Regions from separate parts of the Gossypium hirsutum genome. Here region 1 is linked to region 2. A link is a contact called in public Hi-C data. All regions are on one chromosome and are shown on one strand. The core of a region is the stretch at or near the end of the contact, and the rest is flanking DNA. Distances in the headings are between cores, read along the strand shown. Region 1 holds the start of LOC121202983 (F-box/kelch-repeat protein At1g26930). Region 2 holds the start of LOC107920074 (transcription factor MYB88).

Region 1 (4,478 bases), core at 280-2,779, 360 kb before region 2:
TCACTCGAGGAATCATCAGAAGATAGCTTCGACAACTTGGTTTCCTGACAACCATCGGATTCGGAGAATTCCCGTGGGCGCTTCCCATTGTACATGTAAGCCCACTTCCTTTCTTCCTGACAAGAGCTTGCAAACACCAAACAGGACTTGCAGCACCGGTTCTCCAACATGACTCTTTAGGACCCCCTCCCGACTTCAGACGGGAAAATCCCCAAAAATAACAATGGGAATTTTCAAATCACTGTAACAACCACAAATTTTATTTCTCCCCCCAAAACATAACGCAGCCAAGATTAACAAATTCTACCTATTCAGGAAAACAAGGGGCAAACAAAGGGAGCAGTTTCAGATAAATTTTCAAAACGATAAACCAAACCAAACAGGAATTCGAATCCAATAAAACAAAGATCCAAATTCAGGCTTATAAAATGAAAAAAAAATATTCAGCGGCAAAAAAAAATAAAGAAGTCAAAAACAATAATTAAACATAAGCAAATTTGGTTAAAACAAGAACAAAAGAATTCACGATCAAACAAAGCTGAAGAAAAATAAGTCCCAGATCTCAGAATTTCATTGAAGGCAAACAAGAACAAAAACAAATAAAATAAAATAACAATCAGATTCAAACTAATAGAAGAAAGGAAAGCTAATCAGATCTGTTTATAATTTCATTAATATCATCTCATAATTTCATTAATACCATCTCATTAATTAGTAGATAAACACAAAGAGATAAACGAAATAGAAACATTAAATTTAAAAAAAAAAAAGAGAATAATAACAAAAGCGAAGAAGTGACATATAAAGGAAATGAAAAAAGAATCATAATACTAATGTTGCGAAGAACTTACTGATTGGATAAGAAGAAGAAAAAAATGAAATGAATCTCTTTCCGTCAAAAAATTAATACACCGTCTCTTTTCTCTTTCTTTTCTTTTTTTTTTTTTCAGTTGTTGTTCCTTTGATTTGCTGTTGTTCTTCGCGTTCTCGTGTTTCTTCGTTTAAATTTTTTTTTTCCTCTCTGTTTCTCTATAGGCTGGTTAATTTGTCCTTTGGATTTTCTCTGCAAATCAGAGCGAGGGAGCTTTGGTTTTGGCTTTGCGAGCAAAATCTATAAGAGGCCCCCTTTATCTCTCTTTAAACTTGCTCTCTCTCTTTCTCTCTCTCCAAAAAAATTTTTTTTTTGCTTAATGAAATAAAATAAAATAAAATACGTTTTTACGTTTTGTTTGTTTTCGGCAGTCGAATTATAAATAAAGGGAAAAAAATAAAAAGAGAACGGGAGGGTGGTGGTGAGGGAAAGGCAGGGCAGGCGGGGGGCGGCGGCGATGGTGGCGGTGGTGGGACCTATAAAAAGGGGGAGGGGGAGTGAAAACCGGTAACCCGTTAGCGCCGGTTTGACACGTGTTGACTATGTGATTGATGATGATGAGGCGGAGGAGGTGATGGAATAAAAACTGTCCCTCTCTCTCACTATCTTTTCTAAAAAAATATATTAATTTAATGGGAGAAAATAGATTTTAGGTACCCCTACGCCTTTTAACAGTGCAAGTAGTAAATATATGAATGGGGGGGGGGGATGGTCAAATCTCTGCCTGCCAGCTTCCGTTAGTGGAGTTTTTATCCCCTGCTTCTGCCGTTTTTGAAGACAAATTAAGCTCCACACTAATTAAGTAATTATCGAATTGACTAGTCAAATTACACACTACAATTATCCATCATCACTTCCGTAATCTTAATCTTAATCAAAATCATAATTATCCCTTAATATGATACTTTAAGCACGTCCACATATTTGGTTTGCTTTTAATCCCATTTTTTTCCTACAACTACATTATCTTAAAAAAAAAAAATCAAATTCCAGATTCACGATTCCACAAATGGTTCAATCTTTCGAAAGATTTAAATAATATATTTTAAGTTAAATTATGATTTCATCCGATTTAATCTTAATATTTTAATTTTATATAATATTAGTAATTAGTTTTGTGCTAAAATGATTTCTTTTGAGAAAAATTAATATTAGTATTTTAAACTAAAATAGTTAACAGGTTACTTGGACAAAGCAATGATATTATAAAATTAGAGGATCTAATTATTCCAAATTAAATCATAAGGAGTAAAACCATAATTTGAACAATATTTTTAAATAAAATAAAAAAGGTATTTTTCAAGCCAAATTAAAGATGAGGCCAAAAATAACCATAAACAGACCTAACAAATTTGAGTGATTTCTCAATTTGCAAAAGTTATTCTGCTAAATTAGCTAATTAGGTGGGAAAAAAGCACATTAACAATGGGCAAATTTTATTGCTAATTACGGAAACAAATATATATTATTATTGTTAAGAGTAAGCTGTGGGTTATTTCCTTTAAAAGAAAATTGTCGAATTTAAAGCCATTTATTTGGAAAATAATAATAATCAAGTTTTTTTTATTTCACATTTGAAAATTTTGAAATTTCAAATTTGAAAGAATTATTTATTATTTTTTAACTACATTGAGTAAACAAATATTTTAAAAGATAATTTACTTTTATAATAAAAATCATGCAACAAATGTAGGAGTGTTTTTTTTTATTCCTTAATAAAGCATCACGTTTTAAACACCCTTTTTAAACACCTGAATTAAATCAATAAGCAAAATGGCAACACTCCTAGCTGGCAATGCCAAAACTGGCACTTACGTTTGGTATAAGTTGATCCACCAATTTTGTGTTTATGTTTTTTTTTTTTTGAGGGGGGTTAAATTACCTTTATAAGGTTATATGAAAATGAAAATTCAAAATTTTAATATTTTTAAATACATTAATGATTAAATTGTTCACCTTTGGGATGCATCAAGTCATTAATTTTATTTTTTTAATTTTAAAATTAAATGAAAATTACATTAATTTAGATCAATATTGTAACATAAAAATTAGTGAGGTGCCAAATTAGAATGACAACACAAGTCACTAAACAATGACAATTAAGTACAAATAGAAAAACGCACCAAGATAAAAAAAAAAAAACCAAAATGGAAATAACTTTTAGAATCATTCGTTCCTATTGTTTTGATAGTTGTTTGTCGTAATTGTCATAAAAGTCTAATGGATGAAAAATGCACACAACAAAGATCGTTAAACTGGCAATACCGGTAAACTACTAAAGATGCATTACCACGTAGCATTTTAGCTTTGCTACCGCTAAACTACTCCGACAATTAACTATAATTGAGAGCAATAATGCTAAAAGTTCCTAAAAGGCTTTTAACATTGGCAATGCACAAAGGCAATCCACAAATGATTTAACTTCATTCAAAACTTTTTAAAAGTTAAACTAAGATAAACACTAAAAATTAAAACTCTTTTTCAAAAAAGGAGCATAAATTCGAATTTTAAAGATGCATTATTAGAAAAGACTACCATGAAGGTAAATTATAAAATAAACATGAAAGATAATGACGACAGCAAGAAATTAAAATAAAACAAAAACGGATTACTGTTACCATCACCGCAAAATAAAGTTGATTTATAAACATAAATTCATTTGATAGCATTTAACAAAAGATTTCACTAAAAAACAGTTAAAACACACCCAAAAGATTGCGAAAGGAAAATAGGGAGAAAAAGTGCGAAAATTGGTCATTTGAATTTATTTTTTTTATAAGGCCATTTATTATGAAATATTGATATATGCTATTTTTGGCCTCTGAATAGATAATAGGAAAAAGAGAAAAAGAAAATTGTAAATTAATAATAACGCATTTTGTCATCAACTTTCACTGTGCAAAGATTCTTAATAATCATTTCAACTTTTAATTTATTCATTCATTTTATAATTTTATAGGTTATTGATAGGGGGTCGGTCGGCTTCACCACTTTCATGCTTACTCACCTTCAAATATAATCATCACTCCCCAATAAATCACTAATATTTTACTTCTTTTTTATATTATTACAACCATTTTTATGAATTTCGATGATAGCATCCCTCCATTTTGTGAAGATAAAAAAGCTAATTCAACTAGGTCATACCATTAAATAGGATTAAATTAAAAAAAACTAATATACAACCAACTAAAAATAAAATTATCAGCTAAATCTGATTTAAAATATACAAAATAAAATGCAAACATCCAATATTCAGTATAATAATTTTCATCTTTTCTTATTCTTTTTAAATTAACTCTTAATGTCACAAAGGAAAACAAAATTACAAAAGAAAGACAATATACACAATATGTAAATATTGAGGGCCGAAATTGCTATTATACCAATTTTAAAAAACTACCATCTTTACCCAACTGGTGGCAAAAAAATTATTATTATTTTGTAACCTTTTATGATTGAATAACCAAAAAATAAATTTACTAATGGCTATCCTTACTTAAATTTATCTAGTCTAATTTTCGGTTCACAACATATAATACTCCTATTATATAAACCAATCTCAAATATTTTTATTTAAATTATAATTAATTTTATTGCTTATAAT
Region 2 (4,237 bases), core at 92-2,591:
CTAACATAAAAAAGATCTATATAAATCCCTATTAAACAACATTAATAGAATAAGCTGAAATACAATATAATAGCAATGAACAATGTAAACATGAACTTTTGGTAGTTAAGAATGTAGTGTTCCAATCCAATCCAATATCCACGATCCAAAGTATTAAATAGGGTGATTTGATTCGATCCGATCTCCAAAATATACTTCTCCAAGTGATATAATCTTCATTAATAGGCTAGATATCATTATTATACTCAGCACAACCTATAAATACCATTCAATAAATTACCAACATCTCAAATATAACAACTATCTAAAACAGTTGGAGTTGAATTACCAATTTCATATTTTTTTTCCTGATCATATTGTAAGATGAAAAATTATAAAACGTGATCTAAAAGGGTGATTCATGGTAAAATCATACAATTTTCTTCTTTATAAAAAGACAAAAGATATTTATTGTGGTTTTTATAACCTTCCAAAACAATGAGCAAAAGAGAAGTTTCCTATTTGAAGAGTGTAGTTTCGTATATTTTGATTTACAATTTTTGTATCTTTCCCTCTAAAACCTAAATATTTTTATCTGCTTCACATGAAGAGAAGTGACAAAATCTATTGAATGAAAGCAACTAACCCCAGTTTACTTTAGGTGTTATATATATATATATATATATATGCATGTGGCATTTTGTTTTATATTGTTGTAAACTTTTTGGTCTAAAAACATTAAATAAATTAATTGGATATCTACTAGTTGAAAATGTGTATATATTTCAATAATTATATATATATAGTTTTTAAATAATTAAGTATTCATTTACAAAAACTCATTTATATTTACTTATAAATCATAAGATATTTGCACTATATATTCTCCAATTGCGGTGAAGATTTTAAATTCATCTAAAATTTCAAAAAGGTATTAGAATACTTCTATCAGCTTAACTTTTAGCCCGAGTATTAAATTGAAGTGATTATGTATTTATTATATAGAAAATTGAATTTGAAAGGTTGAAAAAGAAACCCTATCCATGCACTACATACATATGCTTTCAATTTTGATGAACATATTTTAAATATTTTTATCTCAAATTCGAGTTAATATTTAAGGGAGATAATAAAAAAAAAAAATGGGGATTGCGTGGAGAGAGCACAGTGGGCTTAGTCTGCGAAGCATTCATTAAAAGCACAGCCAATATCATGAAATTCAGCGTTATTTATTTATGGATTTGCTTTTAAATTTTTTTAATTTTTAAAATAATTTTCAAACTCTCCCTTCATACCCGCGCACTAAAGCAAGAATCCGTTGATTTAAATTAATATTTTTAACCCCCTTTTTTTTTTAATTAAGAAAATCAAAATCCAAACGCCTTGAAAGAAAGAGAAAGTATTAAAAAACAAAAAACAAAAAAGTTTCGTTCTTTGAAAGAAACCCAAAATAATTTTCATCAGTCAGTCTTCATTTTTTCCCTTATTTTCTCATCAAAGTTTCAATCCTTTCTCCATTTTAGATCTACCCCGTTTGTTTTTTCAATTATACGTATATAAATGTAATTTTGAATAAAAAAATCCAAGCTTTAATTAGCATTTAAATTGCGGGGTGGTATTTCCCAAATATATATGGAAAAAGTTAGAATCCGAGGAATGGTGTAGGAGAGGGGGACAAGCAAAGCATAGAGTTCTTGAGAGTAATATGGATTCCATTTGAACCCAACTGTAAGCTGTGTTGTGAAAGAAAAAAACATCAAAGAAAAGAAAAAAGAGAGGGAAATGGTGGAAGTGTTGGTTCCTTTTCCAGGGATTTAAGTGTGTTTTTTTCCCCCTTTTTTCTTTTAATAAAGGGGTGAGAAAGGGGCTGCCTTTTTAGCATATGCCACTTGGGTTTTTTAATAAAAGGGCAAGGGAGCGTCAATAAGAGATAAGTGAAGGCAAAAACAAAGTTTTAAAAAAAATGCAGGAAACAAGGAAGAAGAATGGTGGCAATGAAGATTCCAAGAAGAAGGAGCGTCATATAGTGACATGGACCCAAGAGGTTTTCTTTTTTTCTTTTCTTTTTCATTTATTTATCTATTTGTTGATTTATTGACATGATATGTGTTGGAGTTCTTATTGGTTTGATAATGGGTTCTTTAATGGGGATTGTTGTTGCAGGAAGATGATATCCTTCGTGGACAAATCAGTTTACATGGAACTGAAAAGTGAGCTCTTTGCTATATTTTTAGTGATGAAGGAAATTCAAGGGGGTTGGTTTTTGTTGATGTTTTCTGTTTATCTTGGTTGAATCTTTGAATGCAGCTGGGCTATCATTGCCTCTAAATTCAAGGATAAAACAACAAGGCAGTGCAGAAGGAGGTTGGTTTGAATACCATGATATGATCAATTTTGATCATAATGATCTTTGCATTTTGATCCAATTTTTTGTGATTTGATCCTTTAAAACTGATATAATATGTTTGTTTTAATGAAAAAAAAAAAACAAACACAGATGGTACACATACTTGAATTCAGATTTCAAGAAAGGAGGATGGTCACCAGAGGAAGATATGCTTTTATGTGAGGTGATAATCTATTTTTGTATGGTCTACTTTCATTTAAGTTAATGGGGTCAGACTTCTTTTTTTTTTTTTCAAAAACTATTAAATGGTGATTTATTTGGAGGAAATTTGCTACTTCGATTGATCAGTTGTAGCAGGCCATTGCATGTTACTGGTACAGTAGGTGTTTGAATTTTCCAAACAGAAAAAAACATTTAGAGGTAGGCCAGACCATTTAAACTAATTGGAACACAGTTTATGTCATTCAAAAAAGTAGGAAAACAACAACCACTAATTTCGGTTTGGATAAGTGTGTTTTTTTCTTAAGTTGTTGAATATGGGTTCTAAGCAGATGACTTATGGTGAACTGCAGGCACAAAAAGTCTTTGGCAATAGATGGACTGAAATAGCAAAGGTGGTTTCAGGCAGGTATACATATGTTTCCTCATTTTTTACTTCAAAGAAGGCGCAGTTTCGGGATAAGGGAAGGGATTGCAGAAGCTAAGATTCGAACCCCAGACTTATTTTCATTGATTATGTTATTAATGCAGAACGGATAATGCTGTTAAAAATCGATTCTCGACACTATGTAAGAAGAGAGCCAAATATGAAGCCTTAGCAAAAGAGAATACAGCAACATGTATAAACCCAAATAACAAAAGAATTTTACTTCAAAATGGGTTCAATTTAGATGGAACAGCAGACTGTACTGATTCTGTCAAAAGAATGAGGTACATTAAATTTAGAAATGTACATACATAGTGATGATCGACAATTATTCGAAAAATTGAGAACCTTTTATTCTATCCATATTCAGGAGATCCCACGTTTCTGATCTTACTGAAAACTGCATCTTTGGAGATAGATCACATAGAGTATCTGGAACAATGATGAATCAACAGCTAAGACATCCCTTTGCAGTTTTGGGTCAAAATCTCCACAATGCTAAAAATGTCATGGTTCAATCTCAAGTCAACAATGTTAAGGAGGTTTCGAGCGACGGTAAATCACCTTGAGCTGATAATTCTTGGCATTGGCACCTATGTTTCTGTTGTCAAACCTGCAAAGAGAAGTTTTTGCATTAGCCAAAAACTGTCCTATTTTCTCCTCTCCTTTAAACTTCTTCATAATATACACTTATGTTCTCTTCCCCCATTATTCATTAGCAGCTCAGGATAATAGCACTCGAGGAACATTTCTCAGAAAGGATGATCCAAAGATAAATGCTTTGATGCAGCAAGCAGAGCTACTCAGCTCACTTGCATTGAAAGTTAACTCGGACAACACAGAACAAAGTCTGGAAAATGCTTGGAAGGTGAGAAGTGATTTTGTTATTTTCTATATGTTTTTTTGTGTTTTCAACATGATATCTCACAATTGGTAAAGTGCTAAATCTTAAATATTTTGGGGAAACCGGCTAACAGTCCGAGCTGTGCATTGTACTATGTCCCTAACCCTTCATCCTATGTTATATTCAGATGCTCCAAGACTTTTTGAATCAGAGTAAAGAAAATGACATCCTGAGATATACAATGTCTGATATTGATTTGCAACTTGAAGATTTCAAAGACTTGCTAGAGGATTTAAGGAGTAGTAATGAGGGAAGTCGACCGTCTTGGAGGTAATAGAAAAATCAGTTGACTTAAATACAGATTTTAGTAAGTTTTCTTGGTTAACACTAACTCATGATTTATATGTTTCAGGCAACCTGA

The links. Hi-C and Micro-C count contacts between places; a contact is called where the count stands out from the background.
Region 1: a contact with region 2 is called in a Hi-C map of leaf, with 2.2 times the contacts expected there. The contact joins the promoter of LOC121202983 here to the promoter of LOC107920074 in region 2. A contact is called at or near these places in 4 of 34 Hi-C or Micro-C datasets (all in leaf).

Annotation. Positions count from the first base shown.
Region 1 is chrD13:12,810,932-12,815,409 of Gossypium_hirsutum_v2.1, reverse strand. LOC121202983 (F-box/kelch-repeat protein At1g26930) reads right to left here and starts at 1,529. Exons shown (of 2, transcript XM_041108755.1): 1 at 852-1,529; 2 at 1-307. The coding sequence starts at 170.
Region 2 is chrD13:12,452,950-12,457,186 of Gossypium_hirsutum_v2.1, reverse strand. LOC107920074 (transcription factor MYB88) reads left to right here and starts at 1,341. Exons shown (of 12, transcript XM_016849593.2): 1 at 1,341-2,023; 2 at 2,143-2,189; 3 at 2,287-2,343; 4 at 2,477-2,549; 5 at 2,899-2,954; 6 at 3,077-3,256; 7 at 3,343-3,527; 8 at 3,695-3,840; 9 at 4,004-4,146; 10 at 4,229-4,237. The coding sequence starts at 1,943.